Regions from separate parts of the Mus musculus genome. Here all the other regions are linked to region 4. The links are chromatin contacts, called in public ChIA-PET and promoter capture Hi-C maps. All regions are on one chromosome and are shown on one strand. The core of a region is the stretch at or near the end of the contact, and the rest is flanking DNA. Distances in the headings are between cores, read along the strand shown.

What was found. Promoter capture Hi-C pulls out the DNA fragments that hold promoters and counts their contacts. ChIA-PET counts read pairs in DNA pulled down with a chosen protein or histone mark. Capture Hi-C pulls out chosen DNA fragments and counts their contacts.
Region 1: an RNA polymerase II ChIA-PET map of memory CD8 T cells shows a contact between it and region 4, with 6 read pairs. The contact joins the enhancer-like site here to the promoter of Ppp2r3c in region 4. A contact is called at or near these places in 6 of 39 promoter capture datasets (embryonic stem cells, fetal liver, liver and 2 more), 2 of 115 datasets of contacts at active chromatin or transcription factors (memory CD8 T cells and microglia) and 3 of 9 other capture datasets (adipose tissue, liver and pancreatic islet).
Region 2: a promoter capture Hi-C map of embryonic stem cells shows a contact between it and region 4, with 2.4 times the contacts expected there. The contact joins the promoter of Insm2 here to the promoter of Ppp2r3c in region 4. A contact is called at or near these places in 13 of 39 promoter capture datasets (the HPC-7 cell line, embryonic stem cells, hippocampal neurons and 4 more), 3 of 484 Hi-C or Micro-C datasets (cardiomyocytes and embryonic stem cells), 7 of 115 datasets of contacts at active chromatin or transcription factors (embryonic stem cells, large pre-B cells and stem cell-derived epiblast-like cells) and 5 of 9 other capture datasets (adipose tissue, embryonic stem cells, liver and 2 more).
Region 3: a promoter capture Hi-C map of liver shows a contact between it and region 4. The contact joins the promoter of Snx6 here to the promoter of Ppp2r3c in region 4. A contact is called at or near these places in 5 of 39 promoter capture datasets (cranial neural crest, frontonasal cranial neural crest, liver and 2 more), 1 of 484 Hi-C or Micro-C datasets (B cells), 9 of 115 datasets of contacts at active chromatin or transcription factors (the 230-238 cell line, the SCID.adh cell line, cardiomyocytes and 5 more) and 2 of 9 other capture datasets (embryonic stem cells and liver).

Annotation. Positions count from the first base shown.
Region 1 is chr12:55,015,181-55,018,446 of GRCm38.p6, forward strand. No RefSeq gene overlaps it. Among named protein-coding and RNA genes, the nearest start is that of Gm24296, 20 kb to the left of the region's middle. Within about 2 kb of position 1,826, at least 42 of the 459 cell types and tissues checked have an H3K27ac peak or open chromatin away from gene starts, as enhancers often do. A contact at or near this core is called in memory CD8 T cells, where this site is marked.
Region 2 is chr12:55,597,564-55,600,798 of GRCm38.p6, forward strand. Insm2 (insulinoma-associated 2) reads left to right here and starts at 1,354. Exons shown (of 1, transcript NM_020287.2): 1 at 1,354-3,235. The coding sequence starts at 1,910.
Region 3 is chr12:54,794,173-54,797,041 of GRCm38.p6, forward strand. It overlaps Snx6 (sorting nexin 6), which reads right to left and starts at 1,490. Exons shown (of 14, transcript NM_026998.3): 1 at 1,476-1,490; 2 at 1,282-1,329. The coding sequence starts at 1,481.
Region 4 is chr12:55,301,456-55,304,710 of GRCm38.p6, forward strand. It overlaps Ppp2r3c (protein phosphatase 2, regulatory subunit B'', gamma), which reads right to left and starts at 1,545. Exons shown (of 14, transcript NM_021529.4): 1 at 1,460-1,545; 2 at 1,139-1,340. The coding sequence starts at 1,196. It overlaps Prorp (protein only RNase P catalytic subunit), which reads left to right and starts at 1,182. Exons shown (of 7, transcript NM_025373.1): 1 at 1,182-3,255. The coding sequence starts at 2,453.

The sequences.
Region 1 (3,266 bases), core at 576-3,075, 290 kb before region 4:
ACACCAGGGTTTGCAAAACCATCACCCCACATTTAGACAAACATAAAAACAACTTAGCGGTTTCTTTTTTATTCTTTAAATATTTTTTTTATTATATGTAAGTACACTGTAGCTGTCTTCAGACACTCAAGAAGAGGGTGTCAGATCTCATTACAGGTGGTTGTGAGCCACCATGTGGTTGCTGGGATTTGAACTCAGGACCTTCAGAAGAGCAGTCAGTGCTCTTAACCACTGAGCCATCTCTCCAGCTCCTCTTCTTTATTCTTTTTCTCCTTTTTCTTTAAAAAAAATTCTTGTTTGTTTTGATTTGAGACAAGGTTTCTCTGTGTAGCCCTGGCTGTCTTGGAACTCACTCTGTAGACCAGGCTGGCCTCAAACTTAAGAGATCCACCAGCCTCTGCCTCGTGAGTAGAGTACTAGGATTAAAGGCACATGCCGCCACCACCACACCTGGCTTTAGTTAGTGGTTTCTAAGCTTTCAAGTCAGAATCTGCAGTAGTCTGCTGGCTTCAAAAAAAAAAAAAAAAAAGAAAGAAAGCTTGCTTTACCTCAAAGAACAGTACCATAAAATATTAAGAGAAAAAAGAGCACTTTGCGGGGTGTTCTGTCAAGTCGGGGAAGCTCGCCTTTGAATCCTGCCTCTAGCACTTAGAGCTCCAAGGTGCATTCTTTCTGGCTGTTGCTGATCTGGACATAGGCTTCATAACTGCCCCTGGATTGAGTTTTAAATCACATAATCATCTTTAGGATCATTCTTCTCTACTGTTGTTGGGAAGAAGGAAAAGGAAAAAAAAATTCCTTTGAAATATGGTTTCATTATATAGCCCTGGCTGGCCTGGAACTTGATATGTGGATCAGGCTAGCTTCAATTTTACAGAGATCCACTTGCCACTACCTCCCCAGTGCTGGATTTACAGGTATGTACCATCGCATCTGGGTTAAAAAGGGCAACTTTAAAGGTATTATAACTGATAAATATATGTTGAGTCCAAGTCTACTTTTGACATTTTATAAGCCCCCAAACTGAAATACATGTAATACCCTACATATTAAATATCTATCTTAATATCAGAGATCTCTAAGCTAGGTGGTGGTATATACACACAGGTAAAACTCCCATAAATATAAAATACAAAATAAAAGACATTTGCTTATGGTCGTTTATGGAAAAGAATGATCACTAGGAAACAGCATAGGTTCTGAGTACCACGCAAGATGGATTCCTTTCATTGAGCATGAAACCCAGAGCTTTGAGCATGCTAGGTCAGTGCTGTGGCTAAGCTATGTCCCAGTCATACCCACACACTCTCTTTGATTACATTATCACCTGGAACCTGCCTTCATGTATCACTGTGGCTGAACTGTGAGCGGAGCTGATGACTACCCTGGAAACTATTTATGGGTGTGCAGTTCTGACTGTACAAGAAATTAAGCTCTTTCAAACCAAAACCGGAACTAGTAGAGAGAAGTCAGATTATATCAGGTTCATGGCAAAAATTTTTAAGGACTATTATTTTATGTGTATGTGCCTGAGCATACGTATGTGTGTGTATCATGTTCAGGCAAGAGGCAGCAGAGGCAAGGAGTGGGCATTAGATCACCTGGACCTGAAGTTACAGACAGTTGTGAGCCACCCTAGAAACTGGTCCTCTGCAAAACCAACGAGTGTTCTTAAACACTGGGCCACCTCTCCAGTCCCTATAACAAGAATATTTAAGACAGAGGCCAGACATCCAGACAGGGACACATCTGTGAGTGAACAGGCAAGGCAGGATCATTTTTGATGGGTATCAGAGCAGAAAGATGAACAGGAAGGAAGTAAATTTCGTTTATCAGGGGCACTAAAGAACTGGTGAGGCTTCTTGCCAAGCCAGGCAGTTAGAAGCACTGTGATGTCCTGGGGACACAGTGTCATGCACAATGCTCTCAGATCGCTATTGTTTCCTCGGGAAACCCCGTTAGAAGACTTGCACATCCTTTTTGCTTTTGAAACAACTAGAACCCTGATGGCAGCCTGTAATTGTAGAGCTCTCCCTCCCAACCCCGATGCAATTAGGGGGCCTTAAAAATACCGGTGCCAACAGCTCCAACCTCCAGCCAATTAAATCAGTCTCTGAGGGAGTGAATCCAGTCCCCAGTAGCTTTCAAAAGCTCTCCCAGGTGAATTTAATGTTCAGTGAAAGTCAGGAATTACTTCCCTAGAGGAAAGTTCCTGCTGAATACTGCTTCCGAACTTTAATATGTGTACAGTAAATTGGGGGTGGGGCTTGTTAAAATGCAGGTTTTGACTTACTAAGTCTGGGTGGGGAACAAAGATTAGCAGTTCATAATAATCCCCCAAGTAATATGAGTGGGGTTGGGGTTGGTATACAGGTCACACATAGAGTCGTGGGCGGTAGGAAGAATACTTGCAATACGCTCTGGTCTGTATCTATTAAAAATTTAATACTGGGGTTGAAGAGATGGGTCAATGTTAAAAACACTGGCTGTACTTCTAGTGGACCCAGGTCCAATTGCTAGCATTGATACGGTCACTTACAACATGACACACTGACATGACACAATTGTTTGTTACTCCTGTTTCAGAGGACTCAATGCCGTCTTCTGGCCTCTGTGGGCACCAGGCACTCACGCAGTGCACAGGTATACATGGATCAAGAGCTCCAAATATTAATCCTGATGATTATACAAAAAAAGACAATGAACGATTCCATCTTGGAATTAAAATTTTTAAATTACTCTTGCAGGCCAAAATAAGGAAAAAACGTATTCCTTAGGGGGCTGAAGATATGGTTCAGTAATGAAAAGCCTGGGTTCAGTTTCCAGCACCCACATAGCAGTTCACAATCATTTGCACCTCCAGTCCCAGAGGACCCAGTGCCTTCTGGCCTCCAAGGGCACCAGGCACACGGACATTCAGGCAGGCAGACCACTTACACACCTAAAATAATCTCTTAAAAAGTATTTCTTAGAAGAAACAAAGTCTATTAAAACGGGCACGGCCGTGCAAGCTTTTAATCGCAGGACTTTGGAGATAGAAACAGGCTGATCTCTGTGAGTTAGAGGCCAGCCTGTTCTACACAGAGCTCTAGCCTAGCCAGGACTACACAGAGAGACCATGTTTTGTTTTAAAGCCTATCAGATAAGCTGATCTGGAGGCTGGACTGGTTAAGAGCACTGGCTGTTCTCATAGAGCAGTGGTTCTCGACCTTCCTAATGCTGCGACCATTCAATATAGTTCCTCATATTTTGGGGACCACCACCAT
Region 2 (3,235 bases), core at 104-2,603, 300 kb after region 4:
TTCATTCCTTCCTCACTGAGCTCTGCAGTGCACACATGCACCTTCCCATCCTGGGGCCTAGTGTCATGATGTACTCTGAGTTCCGTCTGATGCTGATGGCTAACTCATCATCTGCAGTAGAGGTGAGTTCCTCGACGTAATCTCAGCGTATTTACAATCACCAACAATACTGTGACAAAGAGTTTTCTTTATCCATATTTTCTAGAAAGTTGTTAATTAAGAATGAAAAAAAAATGTGGTATTGTTTTCCAGGAAGGTTGTCATTGAAGAGGGTGGGGGAGCAGCACTGGAGCTGGTGGAAAACACGAGCCAATATGCTTTGCTTCAGGAAAAAGCCTCGTGGGCAAGGGGTAGGATGAGATGAATTTGAGTGAGAAGTCAGCCCCGAGGTCACTGACATGTTGGAAATGACCAGCTCAGGAAACCAAGCTTATTAACCTACTTAGCACTTTAGCATTTTAATGATTCGGGATAGGAATTTTGATTGTAAAATCTCACACTTACTGTACGCCGCTCGCTCCACACTGTTTAATGGAAAGCATCATAACTGCTGAGCTTAATCCAGTCCTTAAAGTACAGCAGGACAGAAAACCAGAGGATCCAGGGTATTTGGTTAAGTATTATATTGTGAAACTTTATTGTGTGTGCATGCGCGCATGCCTGCTTAAGCATAACCTGATGCATAGCCAGAGATAAACAGACCTTCATGTCTCTTTCCTTAAATACTGTCCTCCATGTGAAATTACTTCACTGATGATGGGACTCAGCCTGCATTCCACTTTAACTGAGTCTGCTTTTAGTTCTGTTTATCGAGGAGCTCCGAGCACGGGTCTTTCCCTTTCCTCTTCTCACATTGCATGGGTTTTGTTATAAAGGCTGATACGGTACCTCTGTCGAATAGGGCTAATTATTTCACCGTTCAATCAGTACTACAAACCTACAAATCTCTTCAGGTTCTTAACTACAACAACGAAGTGCCCAGCTGGTGGCAAGGGGCCCAGAGGACAATCTGTTGAGTTGGTGTACTGCACATCTTTTGCAGAGTGTCTCTTGTCATGTAGAGGGAAGCAGGTGTAATGCCGATTCCACCAGCATTTCTCACTCAATCTCCTCCATGCTAAACAGGCCAGTTAGGCATTAAGTCATGTCTCTGGGTAGCTTAAGTGGAAAGTGTGAACAGAGAAACCACTTTATGTGAGGACAGTCGAAAATTAGATCCCTTCCCCTCCCCACTCCTCTTCCCCAAGGGAGGGGACACTTATCAGCCAAGAGCTCGGCGCCTGAACCGTGCAGCGTCCTGAGCTCCAGAGGTTTGCCAGCACGCACGATCTGCGGCGCCGAGAGCTCTTCTCCCCAGATGAATTCTCATAGTATCACAGAAGCGCGCAGTCCCGATCGATACTGGATGGCAGACGTGCTCCCGCCGTCAAGTGTAGGCACAGGGCGGTGGATTTAGCTGCCCTGCAGTTCGCTCGCAGCTTCTCATCAGCTCAGTACTGGCGGAGGGACGTTAACCCGTTCCCGCGCGGATTCCCGCCCTGTCGCGGTGGCCGTCCCTCCTCTGACCTCCCGAGGCGGCCGAGCCTTTCAGAGCGACGCCCAGGCGTGGGCCTGGTCAGTTCTCGGCGCGTGGCGGGCTGGTGGCTCTGGCTCCCTAGCGCGAGGTCCCCGGAGGCTGCACTGGGCGCCCCAAGCCCCTTCGTGCCCGCTCGTCTTCCCGCGTCTCTGTCGGGGCGCCCGGCCGGGTGGAGGCCCCGCCCCGGGACCCGCTCCCACTCCTGATTGGCCGGCACAGCCCGAGGGGCCCGGCCCGACCCGGCCCGGCGTCTCAGCTATAAAGCGGGCGGCCGCATGCCCGGCTCCGTCCAGCCCTCCTAGCTCCGGGGCTCGCCCGGGCACCCGACCCACCATGCCGAGGGGCTTCCTGGTGAAGCGAACCAAGCGCTCCGGCAGCTCCTACCGCGCGCGCCCGGTGGAGCCGCTTTTCCCTCCTCCGGGTCCCCTCGCGGCGCAATCCTCACCGGAGGAGCCCGGTCGGGGACTTTTGGGGTCCCCCTGCCTCGCACCTCCGCAGGACGACGCCGAGTGGGGCGCGGGTGGCGGCGACGGCCCCGGCCCCAGCCCCGCGAGGCCGGCGGGCCCCGAGCTGCGCCGCGCGTTCCTGGAGCGCTGCCTGCGCTCTCCGGTCTCTGCGGAGTCCTTCCCCAGCGCCACCGCCTTCTGCTCCGCGGCGCCCGCGGCCGTGACCTCCGGGGAGGAGTTGGTACCGCCGCAGGTCCCTGTATCCGTTCCAATTCCCGTCCCCGGGCCCGCCCCGCATGGCCTCCAGCGCCGCGGTAAGGGTGCCCCAGTCTGCGCCTCAGCGCCGGCAGCCGTCAGGAAACCTAAGGCGGTGAGAAGGCTGAGCTTCGCAGATGAGGTGACCACGTCCCCGGTGCTGGGTCTGAAGATCAAAGAGGAGGAGCCCGGGGCTCCGGCACGGGCTCTGGGCGGCGTCCGCACCCCGCTGGGGGAGTTCATCTGCCAGCTGTGCAAGCACCAGTACGCGGACCCCTTCGCTCTGGCTCAGCACCGCTGCTCCCGCATCGTGCGCGTCGAGTACCGCTGTCCCGAGTGCGACAAGGTCTTCAGCTGCCCCGCGAACCTCGCCTCCCACCGCCGCTGGCACAAGCCACGTCCCACGCCTGCCTGCGCCGCGAGTAAACCTCCCCACGCGCCTCTGACCCCTCCGGACCCTTCCCTGGCGACGGGCAAGGAGAACGGCCGCGTGCCGCGGACCGACGATCAGCACCCGCAGGCTCCGGACAGCTCCGGAGACGGTCAGCACCGGGACAGCGCCGCGCGCCCGGGCCTACAGGCTCTAGTGTACCCGGAGGCCGCACGACCCCAGGCTCCCTACCCCGAGGTGATTCTAGGGCGCCACGGGCCGGGGTCGAGCGGTGCCAGCGCAGGAGCGACGTCCGAGGTCTTCGTGTGCCCGTATTGTCACAAAAAGTTCCGTCGCCAAGCCTATCTGCGCAAGCACCTGGGCACCCATGAGACGGGCTCGGCCCGTGCACCAACTCCGGGTTTTGGCTCGGAGCGCACGGCCCCACTCACCTTTGCGTGCCCGCTTTGCGGGGCGCACTTCCCGTCCGCGGACATTCGAGAGAAGCACCGGCTATGGCACGCTGTCCGCGAGGAGCTGCTACTGCCCGCCTTGGTCGGGGCACCTTCGGAAGCAGGCCCCGGAGGG
Region 3 (2,869 bases), core at 240-2,739, 510 kb before region 4:
GTTTGTACACAGTTGCACCTACCCACCACACAGACAAAGAATCTCTTACCAACAACAATATCCTGCACGGTTACCATCTATCCTGAATCCACTAACACCTGCATCTCTCACATTTTCTAGGATGGATAAGTAGCCGCAAAATAGAAAACAAAAGGAAAACTAGGCTAGGAGGCATGCACCACATCCACACTTGGGAGGCAGGAAAAAAATTGCTTTGTACAAGGAAACTTGTTTCAAACCAAGTTTCTGGACAAGTGTGAGCTGCTGAGTGATAAAATGGTGACAATGAAACTTTGCTTAGTGGCAGTCATACATTAGTAACAGTGCACCTGTACAAGGCTCTACATGCAATGCTATCTTTCACTAAGACAAATGGAGTGCTGCTGGGGGGATGCAGTGGGAGCGAGAAATGAGACCTTTGAACAAGGGGCAGGAAGCGGGGAGGGGGGAGAGTGGTCAAAGGATACAAACTTTCAGTTTTAAGTTCTGGATACTTAATGTACAGTGGAGTGACTAATAATAATGGATACTTGAAACTCTGCTGAGAGCAGACCAAGTGCTCTCCTCAAAAAAGAAAATGAAGGTACCTGAGTAAGGTCCCGAGTGAGGTCTGTGTTCATTAACTTGACAATGGTAATTATTTCACAACCTCTACACGCATCAAAATATCACGCTGTACATCTTTATATAAATTATTATTTTGTAAGTCATACCTTAACATGAGCTAGAGATGGGAGACAATATCGAGAGAATCCTGAAAAGGATGGGGATTGAGGAATATACTAGAAAAAGTAAAGATACTGAAAGCGACCCGTTCTTTAAAAATCTTTTAGGGCAAAACTGAGATTTGCTGATTGCAAAAAAATCATTACAAAAGAGTAAATTTAGACCAAATCCATACCATTCAGCAGAGAAAGGAGAAACGAGGTTCCAGAAAGCCACAGAAAGATTTTGACGGTACCACCGGGAAGGTCTGAAAATGGGTTTCGTGGCCCAGAGAGTCAAGGATGGGGGCGTTCCAACCCGGCCACCCCACCTGCAGCGGGGCCTGGGAAAAGCAAGCTCAGCACAGGGTTGGATCGCCCACCTAGGGCGAGAAAGCGGCCACGGGACCAGCGGAACCGAGAAGCGCCCGACCCCAGGGACGAAGGGCTGCAGAAGGGCGGGGCGCGCGTCGCGGAGGTCGGGAGGGCGACCCAGGGCGGCAGCGCAGCCTGGACCCCTTCTCGGGCCACGGCGGGGGAGGGACCGAGGGTCGAGACCACAGAAGACACAACTTACTCCGCGGTCTTCCTCCGAGAGGAAGTCGGGGCCGTCATCCAGGCCTTCCTGTGGGGTCGGCGGGCCCAGCACACCGAAGGGGAGGCAGGGAAAGGGGGAGACACAAAGAGAGACATTAGCGCCCAGCCCGCGCCGTCCCCGCGCCCGCCGCCCCCACCGCGCGCCCCGAGTTCGGCGCCGCCGTGAACACCCACCATCATGGCTGCTTCGAGTCCAGGGCTCGCGCAGTCGCACAAGCAAGGCCACGAACCTAGTCGGCCGCGCGGGTGGGGCGGAGGGCGGAGCCGAGCGCCAGCCCCGCCCCCCGCCCGCTCTAGGAGGGGGAGCAGTCCCTGAAGGGGAAAGGACGCAGGGTCCTTTGCTCCAGGTAAGAGGGAGGGTTGGCCCAGAGCGATAGTCGCTGCTCACTGCTGGCGAGCTCAGGCTTGGGAAGGCCCCAGGGCCACCCGGAGAACGGTCCACGTCTCTTGCCCCCGAGGGCCCCTAAAAAACTGTACCAGTACTCCCAGGAAGTCACAGTAAATATTCTTGTCTTTGTATTGAGTTACATGATGATTAATCACCATTAATACCATATTGCCTGTGGAAGTTTCAGGAGCCAAAAGCCTTCACACAATAAGCAGACAGGGGCTATAATCAAGCTTTTACTGCTGGGGAAGTAATAACTACCTCAGTTTGGGGTGCTAATGACCGAGCACTATAAAAACAGAGCCGTTCTCATTACAAGAGTATTCCTTGCCTGTATACTAAGAAACAATCGCCAGACCTGATCTAACTGTCCAGCTGAGTAGCAGGAAAGGAGCATCCACAGATGCTTCAAGAAAATAATCCCTTGGGCCAGCATGTTGGTTTAGCAGTGAGGAAAAGTACTTGCTGCTAAGCCTAGAGGCCTGAGTTCAAGCCCCAGGACTGACCCACAAGGTAGAATGGTACTGCAGATTGTCCTTTCACACACACAAAACCAATAAATAAATAAATTTTATAAAAATAATCATTTCTAACTTACCACACTTCACTTCTACAAAGGATCACTCAAGCAAAGCTGTGTCTCCACTTTTATTTATTTATTTATTTATTTATTTATTTAGAGACAGGGTTTCTCTGTATAGGCCTGGCTGTCCTGGAACTCACTCTGTAGACCAGGCTGGCTTCTGACTCAGAAATCTGCCTGCCTCTGCCTCTGCCTCCCAAGTGCTGGGATTAAAGGCGTGTGCCACCACCGCCCGGACTATTGTGTCTCCACTTAATGACATCATCACTCTCAAGGTCCAAGCCTGGTTTCGACTTGTCCTCTTCAGATCCTTCATCTCCTCATGCCTCACATCCAAACAAATACCACCGTGTCTGCAATTGACTCATTTTCTCCACCTCCCTTCCTACACATATACATGTAAATAACGATCTGCTGGTGTGAATCTTCTCTCCACCCCTGGCCTTACTAGCATCTCAGCCTTCCTGGCTCTGACAATGACACCCTAATTTCAGCCAAGAAGCAGTTACAGAGAGATTCCATTGCCCTTTATCATCAACAAAAAGTCTGAAATGACCAAAGTGCACATGCTGGCCAGCCTCCAGGCTCTCAGCATCT
Region 4 (3,255 bases), core at 295-2,794:
ATGTAAGAGAGAGGAGAACACAGAAGAGAAGCCATCGAGTATATGAAAAGGAATGCAATCCAGTGAGGGACTTCAGGGACTCAAGTCCAATACACAGTTCTTAATAGAGACAGGGTTTCTCTGTGTAGCCCTGGCTGTTCTGAAACTCCCTGTAGACCACACTGGTCTCCAACTCAGAGATCCACCTGCCTCTGCCTCTCAAGAGCTGGGGTTAAAGCCACGTGCCACCACTACCTGGTGACAATACATTCTAAAGGTGAAGGTTGGTTGTAAGGATATATACCTAAGACCTGAGTGAAATGGTAACTGGAAACAGTTGAGGCTCTCCTTTATAAACTGCCTCTACTTCCTCTTTAAGATATATATATTTGAAAAATATGCTCATCGATTTAAGGTGAACAGTGGAGGGCAGACTGGAGGTTTGGGAAGATGAGCGGAATTAAGTGTAGAAAAGCAAACGCTCTTCTTGCAGATGCCACCAAAACAGACACTTCACCTTAGAACTCACCATGGTTTGGGTGTTCTTCTTTGTTTGAGTCTAGCCTTTAATGGCTGAGCCATGCCTACAACCAGGTTCTGTTTTTCTTTAGCCAATCGCAGCTGCCTGGGTGCTGGTGTGGAGCTGGAAGGATTTTACCAGACTGGAAAGCAAGTGTGAAGGACCAAGGAACGAGCAATGTAAAACGGATTCATGAAATTTAAAATGGAGGGTTAAGTGAAAGAGAGTTAAAAGGTGGCAGGGACTCGGGAGGCAGGAACAAAAAGGGTCAATAAGTCAAGTCTAGCCTCGGCTAGATGATAAAACGCTATTTCTAGGGAAGGAAAAAAACCTATAAGGATGAATTATAGGTCTTGAAAAGATTGAAGGTTTGAACCAAGGTTCGTAAGTCTGGTTCGTAAGTCTAAGATCGTGGAAAACTGAGGTCACCGTTATGCTCTCATTCCTAGCAGGGCATTTACCAGGGAAGTTTGGGTCACCCCTTGGTAGATCTCCAAAGCACATTCCACTCTGACTCCTTTGTCAGAGAAGTTTAACAGACAAAAGTACAGCTCTCACTAGCTCCTCCACCCTATCCACCCTGTCCGCCACTTCTAGCCTGGGGCGGGCTATCTAGAGGGCGGTCCCTCTCAAACTCACTCTTTGGATCCGTGTTGGGCGACGCTAACCGCCGGCGAAGCACGTCTTTCCAGTCCATGGTTGACTCCCGCTCAGAGGACCCTACATTTGCAGTTTGTTAAGAGCTCCACCCACTGCCAGCCGCGACGTCAGACTTCGCCAAGACAGGTGGAAGTTAATTAGGACGCCTGGACGCCATCTTGGGCACGGGCGGAAGCCTTGGCTACAAAGGAAAAAAAGAAAAAAGGAAAGGAAAGATGCTGTAGCTATTCCGGATACGGCGATCACGCTAGCATGGACGAAAATCAGACATGAAGTAGATGAAAAAATTATCCTTCTTACGGAGGTGTCGCAGCTCACCAAGCCGGATTTCTAAAGGCCAGAAGAAGCCTGCGTGACTTCTTCGCTTGGGCATTTAGCGCGTGCGCGCCACAGGTTACGGGACTCCATTGCCATTTCCGAATTGAGAAAAGCATTTTCGTCACATTTTGTTCTTTCTCTGGAAACCTTAACCGTTCCTACGATGTAATAGACGCAGCGGTATCCAGCCCTCTCGGATACTAAAAGTTTCAAAATTATCCTGGTTTGTTTATCTTCTCAGTACTCAACAGAACCCTGGAATTCAAGCGCTCCAGGCCCCAGCACCACGTTCAGCGCGGTGCGTTGTGGGTATTGTAGTTTTCACCGCGTTTATGGTTCCTTTAAGCATGAGTGGCGTGGTGAGTTGTTTAATGAAGTGAACTTCGTTTGTCGACCCTCCGTACAGTTAAGTCTGAGCTCTTTCTGGACCTCACTTCCTTCCCTATGATGTTTATGCTGCATTTCCATGGCCCCTCTTCTCCGAAGAGTTTTGCGGCCCGGAGAGAGTTGTGAAGAGCAAGGGACCCTAGACTGGCTTTTCTTGCTACTGCTGGGGCTGCGATTGGTGGTTCCTGTTCGTTGTTATTTATTTCCCTGTTCTAGCTCCTTTGGTATCCCGCCCCTCTTCGGGACCATCATAATCCACACGAGTCAAACTGGGAGTCCATGTGCTTTTTCCTCAGATTCGAAAATTGGAAGGTAACAGGCACTTCAGGATTCCCGTTCCGCCTTCTGGTTTAGGGATTGCTACTGGTGTTGGACGTCTTTGGATCCTTATTTAATAAATAGAACACGTGTGCTTTCCTTACCATTACATCGCTCCAAACACATAGTCTTGATTTGTTTGTAACGGAGAAACAAAAAAAGTCTCACTTTCAAGAACTGCGCTTCCATATCCTCGGGCCCCCAATACCTTAATTTTACGTAGTGGAGTGAAACTGTTTTATTTTTAAGTTTCATTCAACTCACTGCAGCATGACCTTCTATTTGTCTGGTTTTCGGAGCATCCCGAAACTTTGGAAGAGCAACCCTTACTTTGAGCTAGGCCCTGCGACCTCTTCTACCCCCTTCTTTCTCTGTGCCATCGGGAACCAACAAAGATGGTTTTCTGTTAAACCTACTACCCCTCCAAATAGCAAAGCACTCAATCTACTGGATACCAAAGCTAGGACACACAGGAAAGGGAATGACAACAATGGGCAGGTTTCTTCTGATCCTCATTACTTCGCTGCTGGAGCAGCTAAGAAGAGGTCCCACATAGGTGCTAACCCTCAGAATCAAGGTCATGCCTTGCCCGTGAGAAGCTCTGTCCAACTTCCAACTAAACCTTTGAATTCCGCAGAGTGGGATAAACTTAAAGAAGATTTCAAAGGAAAGGCCAGTTTTGAAGACTTCATCATTTCACAGATGGCACGCAACTGTTGTTCAGTAGATGTGGCCAAGTCTCTCCTGGCTTGGGTAGCAGCAAAGAACAATGGCATCGTGGGCTATAATCTACTCGTCAAGTATTTATATCTCTGTGTCTTTCATAAGCAGACGTCAGAAGTTATTGATGTCTATGAAATCATGAAAGCCAAGTACAAGAGTTTAGAATCTGGGGGTTATACCCTTCTCATCCGGGGATTGATCCACTCAGACAGATGGAGAGAGTCCTTGTTGCTGTTAGAAGACATTAAAAAAGTCATGGTCCCTTCCAAAAAGAACTATGGTGACTGTATACAAGGAGCCCTCCTTCATCAAGATGTGAACACAGCTTGGAATTTGTATCAGGAATTGAT